3 separate regions of the Mus musculus genome follow, and regions 1 and 2 are each linked to region 3. Evidence: chromatin contacts called from public Hi-C data. All regions are on one chromosome and are shown on one strand. Each heading gives the region's core, a stretch centred on a gene start, on an enhancer-like site or on the middle of the called end of the contact. The rest is flanking DNA. Distances are from core to core; before and after follow the strand shown.

Region 1 (4,625 bases), core at 1,642-4,141, 490 kb after region 3:
AAGAAAGATTGACTTGGGAAAACTATAAGGTCATGTGTGACAGACCATGTCAAAACTGAGACCTTGTTTAACAGAATTATTATCTAATTATCATTCATATTACACTAGGTTAATTTCTTAAAAAGCAAACAGAAACATCACCACCCACAGCAACCTAAAGGTAGATTTTTTAACAAACTGACAAGGTTTCTCTATGGAAAATGGAATACATTTTTATTTTTCATAGTTTTCCCTACTGATATTTTGTAATTTTTTTTCAGTTAGCATGCTTTACTTATAAATAGTCTTCATTACTTAAACATCTCAATTGAAGAAACAAGGTTATCTTCGAGTTGTGAATGGCTGGATGTTTTATTAGTGGGTCTGCATGGATCTTGGGGGATGAACAAGTTAGTTCTCACAAGGACAATGGAGCAAACCTGGCTCCTGTGGGTCTATGCCTGTCCTCTCTCCTTTCTTCCCCCCATTCTCCAGAGAAGCTCATGTCAGCGCCATGCTCTTAGTCTCTAGAATTGAACTAAATAAGCCTCATTTCTCTGCAAATTAAAAAAAAAGAGGATATAGAAGTAATTGATGAATTTCATGTCTAAATCTGAGTCCTATTTGTATCACAAATATACAAGTCTTCCAAAATCCAGGCAAACATTTAATCTGAAACACTTCTGGCTTCAGATGTTTTGGGTAAGACACTCTCAGCCTATTTAATCTCTTTAGAGGAAATTTTATTGTCTATAGAAAAATTGGAAAGGGGATAGTGTGGAAGAATGTTTGAAAATTACATAGTTTTGTCTTTAAGCAATCAATGGGGTCCTAACAGGATCCGGGTAGTGTCACTGGTACTCAGTGGTTTTTGTTGATGGTACTTGAATCTAGGTGCAGAGTTACATAACATGTCATGGAACATCTCAGCAGATTAAGCAGGGAGGTCCTGGTGTGTTCCTGACTAGCCAGAGAAGCAGGGGAGAGGGGGAGAGCCCTCCATCAATTGTCTAGCTACATGGTGTTGCCTTTTCTAGACAGTGTGTATAATTCTCTTCTAGTCTTAACCCTGGGTTTTTGTTGTGACTCTTTTAATCCTACCCGCTTCCTGTGGCAGTGCCAGGAATCAGTCCTAGGGCTGCTTTCTTGCTAGGCAGGTGTTCTACCTCTAAGCTACACCCCCAGATTCCTATCACCTTTTACCTTACAGTGCCTTTGGCAAAACTGCTCTTTCCACTGGGGAAAACAGCAAGAGGTAGGTCTTGTATTTCATGTAACATTGTAGCTTCATTGTAATTTTATCCTTTTGTAAGTCTGAAAATCTTTGGATGTTTGTCTTCTTTGCAGTCTGCTTCATAAGCTATCTTTTGGTTCCCATATGATGAATCAAATCATTCATATCAACACGAGAACCTTATTGAAGAGAGTCGTAGCTGCCTGTGCTGGATTACCCTCACTGGGGATTATCGAGGTTGAGCTACTCTTGACATTAGGAACTTGATTTTCTTCGTTAAACCACAGTCTTCTTACCTATAAGTTAGAAGCCTGGAAGGCGTTCCTGTGAAGACTGAGAACAAAGCGAAATGTGAGGGCTGTAGAAGGGTGTCTTTCTCACTCATACAGCTGGCACGCCTGTGATTGCTTATGTCTTCATTTGAATTGTCGGTAGGCTCAGAATCTCAGCTTTGTCATGAGCGCTGAGCGATACTGAGATCTGTGTGGGAACTCACTCGGAAAAGCTTGCTTGACGATGGTGCTTGTCCTGGGAAGGGAGAGATGCGTGGATCCTGAAGCTTGCTCACCAGCGTGGACATGGCTTTAAGAAAGATCTCTAGGGTTGTCTTCTGGCATCTAAAGATAACACATACACACATGTGTAGCTGTTCACTTGTGTATACACATGCACAAGCATGCACGCACGCACTTACTCGCACTCTCAGGTGCCTCCTATACAAAAATAAAGTGCAGCAGCAACAAAGCACCTTTTACATATGTATTCAGTCATTCCCTCATTATTTTTTATTCACCTGAGCCACTAGGATTACCAACTATTTCTTCCTTTTTCATTCTTCTGAGGGTGGGAAAATGTAATAATTTCCTTATAGAATTGTTGGTGACTGCTGGTGATGAGCCAGTGGGTATCTCTCCATTCTCACTGAAGCGCTCCAGAGTGGATTTTGTCATTTGGCAGCTGTTTCCTTCCAGTTACAAACTCACCCACCTGCCCACCTAGAGCTGCCCTGATGAAGGACTCTTTGCTTTTTGTTGGTGATCATGCACTGGTAGGACTCTTAGCAGCTCTTCCCAGCTCCACTCCTATGATTTGCTGTGGCCTGTACTTCCTGGTAAACTTCTCCACGACCTCCATGGCCAGCACCCCTCTTAGCATCTCTTTACTTTTGAAGGGGCCATTTCTGTGCTGCAGCAGGAGCTTGCCTCCTGGCCACTGCCTTGCTTTAGGCTGAATATTCCTTCTGTGTAGCTCAGTAGCCCAGGCTTGGGGGAAGGTGCTGCTTCATGTATTGAATTCCTCCCATGTTTCTCCTCTCTTTCTTCCAGAGGTAGTAACTCCTCTCTGCTCTAACTTCCACATCCCTTCAGGGCCCTCTCTCATCCCGCCCATTTTCAATAGTTAACTATGTTTTTACTTGCTAGCAATTCTTTGTATTAAAATTTCCACATTCAAATTACTGGTGTGGTTTCTGTCTCCTGATGGGACCCCGGCTGGAAGAAAAAGGGTAAGAGAAAGCCACTCACAAGAAGGAATTAATTGCCATAGAATTACCAACTCATGACTGGTGCCCTATTTTTCTCAACATGCTCAATCACTGATTTTACTTTAGTCTGGATTACATCAGACATTCTGTAATCAGGTGCCAAATATTTTCACCAGCATGACTGCATCGAGTGCAAAATAAGTAAATATCCTTTTATGACTCAGTAATACGAAGCCATTTGTCTGCTCAGCAGAGAGTTATTCAACAGCGTCTGCAAACTGGCAATAGAGAAGGTGCTTAAAAAAAAATCAAGACTCAGGCCTTGCTTTGCCTTGCAAGTTTCTTAAGGAGCTAGGACCTGTGTGTATGGACAGCTACCCAAGGAGGCAGCTGAGTCTGCATGCAGCCTGCATTACATTTGCATGGCCTCGTATTTCTAGACTAAGTGATGTCGCAGGCGGTACTCTGTCCTGTAGGATCCACTTGCATTTCTAAGTGCCTGGGCATTTACTTGTCTTTTTGGTTGTTTCCCATTTTCTCTACATTCATAAAACTTGCTTCTGAGAAATTCAAGAGCTATAAATTTTGGTGATCAATGAAAAGATATAGTTTATAGGCTTCTAGAATAGTGTCTGAATATTGTATGCTCTGAGGCTTGAGGCCACACCCCTTGGACTCTGGGGATTACTAGAAGCCAGCTGATCAGAGTGAGGGCTTTGGAGTATGGTATAGTGTGGAGATCGGAAGATTCAAAGGGGAAATGGTTCTTGTGTGGACAAATTTTGTGTAGCTATGTTGACAGTGTCTTCTATCTCTTAATACACACAAACTCTATATAATAATATTTAGGCAGCCACCACCCTAGAATTGTTCTGGCCAGTCTCTGCCGCGGTTCTCCATGCTGTCAAGAAGTTAAATCACTCTGACACGCTCAGTCCTCCAAGCTATGAACCATTGCTGGAGGTGGCGCTCTGGACTGCCCCAGCTCTAGTCTTCTTAGAAATATTCTTCGAACCTGGTTGACCTTGATCAGCTGCTGAGAAATGCTGTCTAATCTAGTGTATCTTCCTAGAGACTGGCTGCTTTAGTGGAATAAAAGCTCTCCGAAAAATGCTGCAGGAAAGGAAAACTGTCATTTAAAATCAGTACCCTGAGCTGGTATTCATGGGTCCTTTGCGTCCCCTGCATACCAGCTGTCCCTGTACTTAACTGAAACAACAAATACCAGGGACCTGACTGTTGTCTCCACCTGTGCCCTTCCACACCACTACCTGATGGTGAGTATGAAAATTTAAGAGTATTTCTCATGTCTCTGTGGTCCTTGAGGATTTGAAGAACTAAATAAATGGCTGTCAGCCTTAGATGGAAACTGTGGATATAGGCCGTAGGAGACTTGTGATGAAGATTCGCAGTAGCTCAAGTTACTGGCCATGATGTTAGATTGCAGCCCACTGCTACCACATGTTTGTGATTATGGTGAAGTGTCTCGCTCTGGCTCTGTTTGCAGGAACTGCAGCATGAGGAGAACTGCTAGTTCTACATGGAGAATTGCTTGTTTCACATGGAGGCTCTTTGTTGGTGCTTGGTGTAGTGTAGTGTATGGGCCTTCAAAGCTTCACTGAGCTGTTAAGTGTTACTTGTCAAAGAGTTAGTACCATCAGGGAATGATGCCAACCAGGTGTGTAAAGGCCCATCTGGTGTCCTTGGAGAGAATGACTAACTACAAGGTTAAGTGGGAAACATAGCCCTGAGATGTAAGCATACAGCCACCCATGCCTGTGGGCAGAGGTCATGTCAGAGTGAGAAAGAAAAACAGCAACTCAGACCTCTAGTTTGACACCAGATGTCGACCTTTCACTTTTTCTCTGAGTCCATTCTTGCAGTGGTCACATCGGAATCTCTGTTTTCAGGTCTGTCTGCCTGTCAGCA
Region 2 (4,526 bases), core at 1,118-3,617, 440 kb after region 3:
AGTTTTTTCTTCCTGAACTGGATCTGGGCATCTGCCAGTCATCATAATGTGAAGAGATGGGGACTCCACAGTAAATGTCCCACAATGTGTGGTGAAGGGGTGTCCCAGGGGTCAGATCTGCTAGGGAGAAGCAGATCTTGTCTGCTTGCCAGCTGTATGCATTTTAGTTATTGGAGAATTTCATATGATGTTATGAAATGCTTTGATTACCCCTTCCCTTTTGTCTCCCTCCATACTCCATAACCACTCTTCCTTCCCAATATTGTGTGCTAATTTCCTTTTAAGCCTGAGTCCAGGTAGTGCTTCCAATATGTGCGTGGGGTTGGCCCATTCTTTGGAGCATGGACAGCCTATGGGGCCACATCTGAAGAAAACTGATTCTTTCTCATCCCAACAGCCGTCAATTACCAATAGTTCCTCAGCGAAGGGTGGGATCTTGTGAGCCCCTCCTATATCCATTGGCATCTTGGCTGATGTGACAGTGTGTAGCTCTTGTTGATGTAGTCTCAGCTTCTGCTGAGCTCATATGAGCAAAGGCCCTGACATGTGCGGGAATCACTATTTCACAACTGCCCTCCTCTACCTGGCTCTGGCAAACTTTTCTGCTGAGTATTGTCGGGACGGTTTATGATGTAAATGTCCCATTTAAGTGTTAAGAGTTCCACAGTCTCTTCTTGTACTCCAACCAATAGAGAGCCTCCGTATTCACCACCCTTAACAGTAAGAAGACAATACTGTGGAGAGAGGTGTGCTTTAATCTGTTGCTATAAATGTAACCATTTAGGAATGGTTTAATGCTGTGTCAACTTAGCAGAATGAAAGTAATAAAATCTTCCTTTGAGCCCATGGCCTACAGGACCTTGGCTCAGTTAGCTGTGCCAAGCATGAGCCCCGTCCCATGGAGTGGGTCTTAAATGCAACCAGAAAGAAACGGGCAACTCTAAGACCACCCAGTCCACATTGTACCCCTGAGTGTATCTTGCTAGGCCAGTCCTTAGGTAGCTTTCAGAGTTTACATCTGGGTACAAACTCGGTACCTTTCTTTGCCGATTACCTTTCTTTTAGCATGCATAGGCCCTCCTGACTATCAAGGCTAGCATGAAATAAAGGGTCCAGATCAGTGCCAGCTCAATTCTCTTCATGTCCTGTTACTTAAGAATGAGTACGCTGACTCAAACACCCATCCAGTCCAGTAGGGTAACCAGAGCACAGGCCATTGGCTGTATTGTTTTGGGGGTCTCCATGACCTTCTGCCTAACAGCTGGAAAGAAAGTAACCCATACTTGGCACTGAGCATTTTATTTGATAGACTCTAGCGTCAGAGAGCAGCATACTCCCTGTATATGGTACCTTCATTTAAACTCTTTTTATGTGTACGTACATGCCAGGAAGCTTCTAGAATGGTACATTTCTATACATGTTTCAGTGCACTTAGGTGTTAGGTCCCCCTCCCCCAACACTGCCTTCCCCACCTTCCACCCTGTTTCATCCCTCTATTCCTTTATGCTACTTTCCCATTCATACCTCTTTTGTTCTACTTTCTCCCCTGATCCCAGTCTGAATGGCTAAGGCCGAGAAAACAAATGGCAAACTTTGGCATGAATCTAGGGAAAGGGGAACAATTATTTGCTGCTGGTGGAAGTACAGGCTGGTGTAGCCACTGTAGAAATCAGTGCGGATGCCGTGAAGAAAACGACCATGTGGAACATCAGTAGCCATCATAGGCTTATTCCAAAAGACAGTATGTCCTTCCTACTGCAGAGATATGTACTCATCTATGTTCAGTCCTGTTCTGTTGACAGTAGTTAGAAAATGGAAACAGCCTACGTGTCCACCAGCTGATGAATAGAACATACATATGACCCATGATCTCAATAGGATATTATTCAGCTATAAAAATGGAATCATGATATTTGCAGGTAAATGGATGGAGATGAAAATAATTATTTCGAGTTGGATAAGCCAAATTCAGACAAATGCCAAATGTTCTCTCTCATATGTAGATCGTATCTCTGAACCTTTAGAAGTGTGTGTTTAAATTGGTTCATCTGTAGAAGTCAGCAAGCCAGCTGTGTCCTTGAAGTAATTCCTCATCTGTCCAAACCTCCCTTTCTAGTCTTTAAAATGATTGTAAAACAGCCCCTCTTTCAGTGAGTTGTCTGAAGGTCAAATTCTCTGTAAAGTGTTTATACTGCATTTTTAAGAACAGAGGAGTTCACATGTGTCTAGATAACTCCTAGGTGACCGACCATTCACAGTAACCACATGAGCATGCTCTGTGATTCTGGGAGACAGTAAGCCCCTGTGTCTTCCTAGAAATACTGTTTACATGAATGTACTCACTCTGAGACTGCCCCAAGGTTACTCAGAAGCTCTATGGGAACTCTGCACTGGTCTGCAGTTATGTCTGTATCTAGTTCTGTCTGACCGTGCATCCTATGACCGTGTGCGGCTGGGCTCCACTTCATCTCCCTTTGAGGTTGTTGTCTTGTGCTTGTCCATTCAAATATTTATGAAGAGAGGTTTTATTGATGTGGTAAAAAGTACAGAATCTATCTTATGAAAGTCATTTCTTCATTTCAACCCTGTATTTTCAGATCTCAGAAGAAGCAACAGTTAAGTCTCTCATCAGTCATCTCTCTCGCTCTGTATTTCTGTCTTTTCCCCTTTAGTTGAAAAGTATAGATTAGATCATTCTTTTACATTTCTGCTTAATACTCCACAGTACAAATGCCCTTCAATTGATCTAGTCATTCTCTTAGTAATTGGCAGCAAACCTGGCTATAGTCTTTTGTTACTATTGCTGGTCCTTTTTTGAACTCTGTAACATCAGCAAGTACTTCAATCCCAGTGAAGGCAGCCAGTTTTAAACATCTGTCCATTTTAACTCCCCTGTGCACTACAGTGTTGGTCAGGAGGTTTTGCGAGCACAGTTGTCAGTGGTAGCCGATTGCTGAGTTCAGAGATTCTGAACCAGCCTTGCTGTACAGACCTCTGGGAGTTAGGTTCTATATGACTGATCTGAGACAAGCTGAGGACACATGTGTTTGAGCACAATTATCTTTAGCGTCTAGTCTCTCTGGACACTTTATATATCAATCAGCTCTTCAGGATAGATAATGAAAGCAGCAGTTGACAGCGGGACGAATGGCTGTCTGTGTACTGTGCATTCTTGTCTTCATAAAGCAATACTTTGGCACCTTGTTGTTTTTAACAGCCTTAAACTTTATTCCAAATTAGTAGCAACTACCACTGGGATGTTCCCTTTGGAGCAGTGGTTCTCAGCCTTCCTAATGCTGTGACCCTTTAATACAGTTCCTTGTGACCCCCCCCCACCATATAATTATTTCATTGATACTTCACAACTGTAATTTTGTTACTGTTGTGAATTGTGATATAAATATTTGATATGCAGGATATCTGATAAGTGACCCCCAAAGGGGTGGCATCTCACAGGTTGAGAACCACTGCTCCAAGGTCTCACAATGTTCTAGCCAGGACATCTACTAGAACCTGGGGACCCCTGAGTTTGGCAGTGACTGAGCATCAGAGAATGCCAGTGGGGTTCAGCCTTCATTGTCTGACCATATGGTGGATAGTGGGGTAAAGTGTCTGAAGAAAATTCTACTGGAAAGTTGGAGGTAGTATAGAGGTCTTCACAACAGTGCTGTTCCATTTCTGATCCTTGTTTAAAATGTTTCATATAAAACTTAGGGCATGGAGAATATGGACTAGAATGAGATTAGAGAAGCCATCCATAAAAGACTTGAGATGAAACAATAAATGGTTCAGAATTAAGTAGGAGGAAGAGAAGAATGAGAAGAAAATTGTTTGCAACATTTTTGAAGGCTTTGTTGTTGTTGTTGTTTTGTTTTGTTTTGTTTTTTAACATTTCTATTTTCCCTATAGTGTTAAAGCATAACTCCAAACTTTTGAAAAAGAAAAAAAGTATTATATCTTAGGGTTTCCATGGTTGTGAAGAGACACCATGACCATGACAACTCTTATAAGGACAATGTTTGGGGGTTGAGAGGGCTGGCTTAACAGTTTCAGGGGTTTAGTCCATTATCATTATGGTGGGAAACATGGCAGTTTCCAGGCAAATGTGGTGCTGGAGGAGCTGAGAGTTCTACATCTTGATCTGCAAGCAGGAGAAGGGGACTTCATCAATGGGAGCACTTTGAGCATTGTTGATCTCAGAGCCTGCCCCCACAGTGACACACTTCCTCCAACAATGCCACACCTCGTTCAACAAAGCACCACATGGTAATAGTGCCATTTCCTCTGAGCCAGGCATCCTAACACAAAAGTCTATAGGGACCATATTTAAGCCACCACATATGGAATCTCAAATCCTGCTGAAGCTACTATCGCATTCAGTCTGAGCATCATGTTAGTGTCCACTCAGAAACAGGAAATGTAATGAAATGCTCGTGATCATAATGCACCGTGGTGTGGAACTTGTGCTGAGACGATCATTTTGTGTTTACTTTTTTCTAGTGGCTCTGTCTTAACTTTTTATTAAA
Region 3 (4,562 bases), core at 135-2,634:
ATGGCGTGGGGGGAGGAAGGCATGGAGAACTGATCCCTCTGGAAGTCTGTCCCTTCTATTAGGTGTGTCACAGTTCCCCCTTCGCTAAAGTGCGCCCGATTTCAGGAATTTGAGATGAATGAAGGTTTCATCATAAACACGATGCTTTACTCAGCATCTCTGTTCTCCTCATTTCCGTTCTGATGGAGGCATTCTTAATGAGGAGGGGATTAGGAAGGAGGGCAGTGGTCAGGGAAACAGAAGAAAACAGAGAGCAGCATGCCTGAATAGCTAGCTGGGCCTCATCAGGACCTCCAAGGCAAAGGAAAGACGCAGAGTTTTGTGGATTATCACGGCTTCTCTTTCTCCCTTAAGAATTTAGAGCTTTGTCAGCAATGTCGACAGAAGACAGACAGCTGTGTTTAAAAACTAAGACGGCATCCCAGGGTGCTCACTGTGACTTGGAGTGAATATGTATTGATTGTTAGAGTTATTTTTCAAAATGCCATTTCAAATGCAGAGTTAAGTACTAAGCCAGTATGTTTCGTGTGCATGCGTGTGTGTGTGTGTGTGTGTGTAGGCCAGAGTTTGACTTTGGCTCTCACAGATCACTTAAACTGGCTGGCCAACAAAGCCCTGGGACCCACTTGCCTCTTCGTCCCCAGCACTAGGAGGAGCGGACACACCTGGCTTTTAAGTGGGTGTTGGGACACAGAAGGTAGTTCCTCGTGCCTGCTCGGCAGCTCAAGCATGGATAACGGAGTAGCTAACCTGTTCTCAAGTGATTAGAAAAATGAGCTAGGATTTGAAAGCACCATGGTTGTACAAAGCATGTTCTAAACTCTAGTGGAAGAAGCAGCTTATTCGGGGGGCATCGATAGGTGGGTTACAACCCAGAGTCCTGCACCTCTCCTGTGCAGGCACACTGGGACTTGTTACTTATAAAGACATTTATTTCTTCATCCGGAGACTACTGTGAATTGAGCTGTTGGCTGAGGTAACCTCAGGCAAGCAAGGCACGCCTTTGCTGTACCTCTGAGATCCCAGGAGTCCACACAGGACTGGCAGAGTTATCACGTGGAGGTTGTTTATAGGACAGGGCCAACTTCAGAGGCTGGTAACTGCCCTCACCCGCCATAATTCATGAATCACTGACCGCTTACCCTCTCCCCCACCCCCAGATGCTGGTGTTTGGTGTTGATTAGGTAAGAGTTAAGTCGGGGCTCCCTGCCACTTACTCTGGGCCAGGGAGCTGCACCTGTTGGGTGGTGGGGTAGGGTGGATCTGAATAGCATTTTGCTTGGCCGTGATTTACACTCTGCTAATAATCTAGATGCCTTGCTTTCAGGCTAGCTCTTATCAATAAAGCATGGCAGGGCAGGCTGCCAGTGTGCTTAGGGAAATAGTTTACAGGAAGAGACACAATGTTGCAACAAAATGGCCTGATCTAAGCAGAGCCAGGTCTGAACTCCACAGGGAATGGTCACAATTAGCTCACCGTTTAAAAGAAAAGCCACCCTTAGTCTGCTGTGGGAAAATGAAGGCACTTTTTCTTAATCCAGGTTAAAAGGGAGAGAGCCTGTCTGTGTACAGCTGTTTTTCATTTAGTCAAAACACAGATGATGTCTGCTTTTCAGTTTGCATCTGGATCTGCTGCATGCACCTGCATACCGAGTGCAACAGTAACATCTCCTTCATAGACAGACACACCAAGACTCCCGGTTGCTTTTGTGCTGTGCTTGCTGGAGTCACCTGCTAGTGAGGAGTTTGTTTCCTTGATGGGCACCAGAGTCCTTTAAAGAGATTCATAACTCCCACTTCTGCAAAAGGAGAAAGCTGATCATAAGGAGCTGTGCAAAGAAGATACCTAGACATGTTACGGTGGGATTTCCCATTACTGTTTTTTATAGCGATGCATTTATTCCCCAAGTTTGGACATTGAGATCAATGTATGGCAACAGTTTCCTGATTCTAAGGAAGAAACTGGATGCTAGAACTTGGGCAAAGGAGAAATTCTTTGGTTACCTGAGGAGATGATAGTAGACACACACACACATACCCTCTCTCTAGCTCTCTTTCTTTTTTCTCACACACTCCCTTTCTCTCATTCTCTTTTCTTCTCTCACCCTATCCTCACCCCCAAACAGGGTCTTAATATGTAGCCCTGGCTGGCCTGGAACTAGTTAAGTAGACCATGCTGGCTTTGAGCTCATAGAGATCTGTTTGCTTTTGCCTTCTGAGTAGCAAGCAAAGATTAAAGGTATACTCCAACATTTACAAGTTTGGTTTGTTTTTTAATTACATTTGTTTATTTTATAGGGGTGGGGAGGATTGACCATGGCTGAAATGAACATTTCTGTACAGTTTTACAGCTTTATAGAGTCTTAGTTTTACGGCTTTGTGTAACTGGTTTGTATAATTGATAAGAAATTTATTACCATTTACATCACAGTCAAAACTTAGATAACTTTTATGCAGGATTTCTTTATGTTTTCTTCTCAACGAATAAAGCTTGAAGAAACCACTGATAAAACATTAGCATCACTGTATTTTTAATGAAGTCATGGAAAATATCTTTATTTTACCTATTTGTTTTCCTTAGAGATTTATTTTTATGTGCTTGTCTATGTGTATCATGTTCATGCAGTGGCTGAGGAGGCCAGAAGAGGGCATCAGAGATTCCCCTGGAACTGCAGTGGCAGATGGTTCTGAGCTGCCACATGGCTGCTGGGAACCTATTCTGGGTCCTCTGCAGGAGCAGAGGCTCTTAACTGCCCAGTTCTCTCTTCAGCCCCCAAGGACACTGTAAAAAAGTAAGCTATGCAGTCCTCATTTTCTTTACCTGTGCCCTGTTCTGGAGAAACAAAACAAAACAAAACAAACACCTCTGGGCAGGAAGACAGTTAATTTTAGAGAAAAATGTGATTGTTCACAGTTAGTAATTGGTTTTAGTAATGGGGAATGGATTCTGAGATGGGAGGACTGGGAAGTATGATATGAATTTCCTGAGAATCAATACAAATGTTATAAAAAAATAAAAATGTTATGTTAAAAAAAAGTTGGAAAATGTGCACTTTAAAATTGATTTTTTTTTTGCCGGGCAGTGGTGGCGCACGCCTTTAATCCTAGCACTTGGGAGGCAGAGGCAGGCGGATTTCTGAGTTCGAGACCAGCCTGGTCTACGAGTGAGTTCCAGGACAGCCAGGGCTACACAGAGAAACCCTGTCTTGAAAAAAATGAAAAAAAAAATTGATTTTTTTTTTTTTGGGGGGGCCAGGCATGAGTAGTGCTCATCTTTAATTCCAGTACCCCAGCAGAGGCAGGTGGATCTCTGTGAGTTCGAGGCCTGCGTCTAAGTCTCAGGGTCACAAGACTGTTGCCCAGGAAGTTAGGTGTGACAATCATATATAGTGAAGACGTAGGCAACAGTGTGTACTTCTTTGGTGGATTAGTGTGAAGCCAGGGCCTTCATAGCAGTACATCATTCTGGTGTGGCAGAAACAACAAACGTTATCTCACTGTTCTGAAACAATACAAATGTATTATCTTGATTAAACAAAATGTATTCTCTTGCCGGGCGTGGTAGTGCACGCCTTTAATCCCAGCACTCGGGAGGCTGAGGCAGGCGGACCTCTGAGTTCGAGGCCAGCCTGGTCTACAGAGTGAGTTCCAGGACAGCCAGGGCTACACAGAGAAACCCTGTCTCGAAAAAAACCAAAAAAAAAAAAAAAAATGTATTCTCTCACTCTTCTGAGATCAAGGGATGGGTGGGGCTGGTTGCTTCTGTGGAATTCTTGTCTTAGCTTCTAGGACATTATAGGCCACCTTTGCTGGCAGAACTATCTCCATGTTTGCCTTCATGGCTGTGCGTGTGTCCCCCACATTTCCACATTTTATAAGAATACCAATCATCTTGGCTGCAGGTCATCTCAACTCAATTCAGTTTGCAGTTATTTGAGGTCAGATGATGAGCCACTGACACTTAGGCCACAGGATGTTTTGGGGGACACAACTGTCATGACACAAGTTACTAGCTTTGTGTCTCTAGACTTTCTAATAATATTGGCCTCAGCCAGGCAACCTACACGCTCAAAATTAGCAGCGCTCTGCTGTGTGGTGGAGCCTCTCAGTGCTCCACTCTTCGCATTCTTCACCACAGCAAACACATGCATTTGTGTTCCTGATGGCTGTAGCGGTCTCATTACTACAATAGAAGGAAGCACACCTGGAGACAAACGGACACACTGCAGAATCTTCTGCTTGTCGTCTTCTTCTGGGTCTCCAAAGCATAATGAGTATAATCTCCAGTCACAAACAGGAAAACTCGGATTTCAATCAAGCTCAGCAGGAGGCAATTACAACAACATTCAGGATGTTATTACAGAAAATGGACTGCATGTTTAGGGCAATTCAAAGGATTCGTCATTGGTAATTTGGACAGGCTGATACTATACGTGAGTTGTGGCCACAAACTGGCTGTGTACCTAAGGATCATATTAAACTTCTGATTCTTCTGTTTCTTCCTTTCTCATGCTGGGATTACAAGAGTGCACCACCACGCCCACTTTATGTGATAAAGGGGA

The links. A called contact is a pair of places that touch in the nucleus more often than the background predicts.
Region 1: a contact with region 3 is called in a Hi-C map of liver, with 2.7 times the contacts expected there. The contact joins two enhancer-like sites. A contact is called at or near these places in 1 of 484 Hi-C or Micro-C datasets (liver) and 2 of 115 datasets of contacts at active chromatin or transcription factors (both in embryonic stem cells).
Region 2: a Hi-C map of Sertoli cells shows a contact between it and region 3, with 4 times the contacts expected there. The contact joins two enhancer-like sites. A contact is called at or near these places in 3 of 484 Hi-C or Micro-C datasets (Sertoli cells and embryonic stem cells) and 2 of 115 datasets of contacts at active chromatin or transcription factors (embryonic stem cells and oligodendrocyte precursor cells).

What each region holds. Positions count from the first base shown.
Region 1 is chr14:12,068,205-12,072,829 of GRCm38.p6, forward strand. The region is part of intron 5 of Ptprg (protein tyrosine phosphatase, receptor type, G); the gene reads left to right. Among named protein-coding and RNA genes, the nearest start is that of 3830406C13Rik, 210 kb to the right of the region's middle. Within about 2 kb of position 2,892, at least 34 of the 459 cell types and tissues checked have an H3K27ac peak or open chromatin away from gene starts, as enhancers often do. A contact at or near this core is called in liver, where this site is marked.
Region 2 is chr14:12,017,239-12,021,764 of GRCm38.p6, forward strand. All of the region lies in intron 4 of Ptprg (protein tyrosine phosphatase, receptor type, G), which reads left to right. Among named protein-coding and RNA genes, the nearest start is that of 3830406C13Rik, 260 kb to the right of the region's middle. Within about 2 kb of position 2,368, at least 8 of the 459 cell types and tissues checked have an H3K27ac peak or open chromatin away from gene starts, as enhancers often do. A contact at or near this core is called in Sertoli cells, where this site is marked.
Region 3 is chr14:11,577,502-11,582,063 of GRCm38.p6, forward strand. All of the region lies in intron 1 of Ptprg (protein tyrosine phosphatase, receptor type, G), which reads left to right. It overlaps Gm52128 (a long non-coding RNA gene), which reads left to right. Exons shown (of 2, transcript XR_003951168.1): 1 at 1-1,184; 2 at 1,617-4,562. Among named protein-coding and RNA genes, the nearest start is that of Gm52128, 6.7 kb to the left of the region's middle. Within about 2 kb of position 1,385, at least 55 of the 459 cell types and tissues checked have an H3K27ac peak or open chromatin away from gene starts, as enhancers often do. A contact at or near this core is called in Sertoli cells and liver, where this site is marked.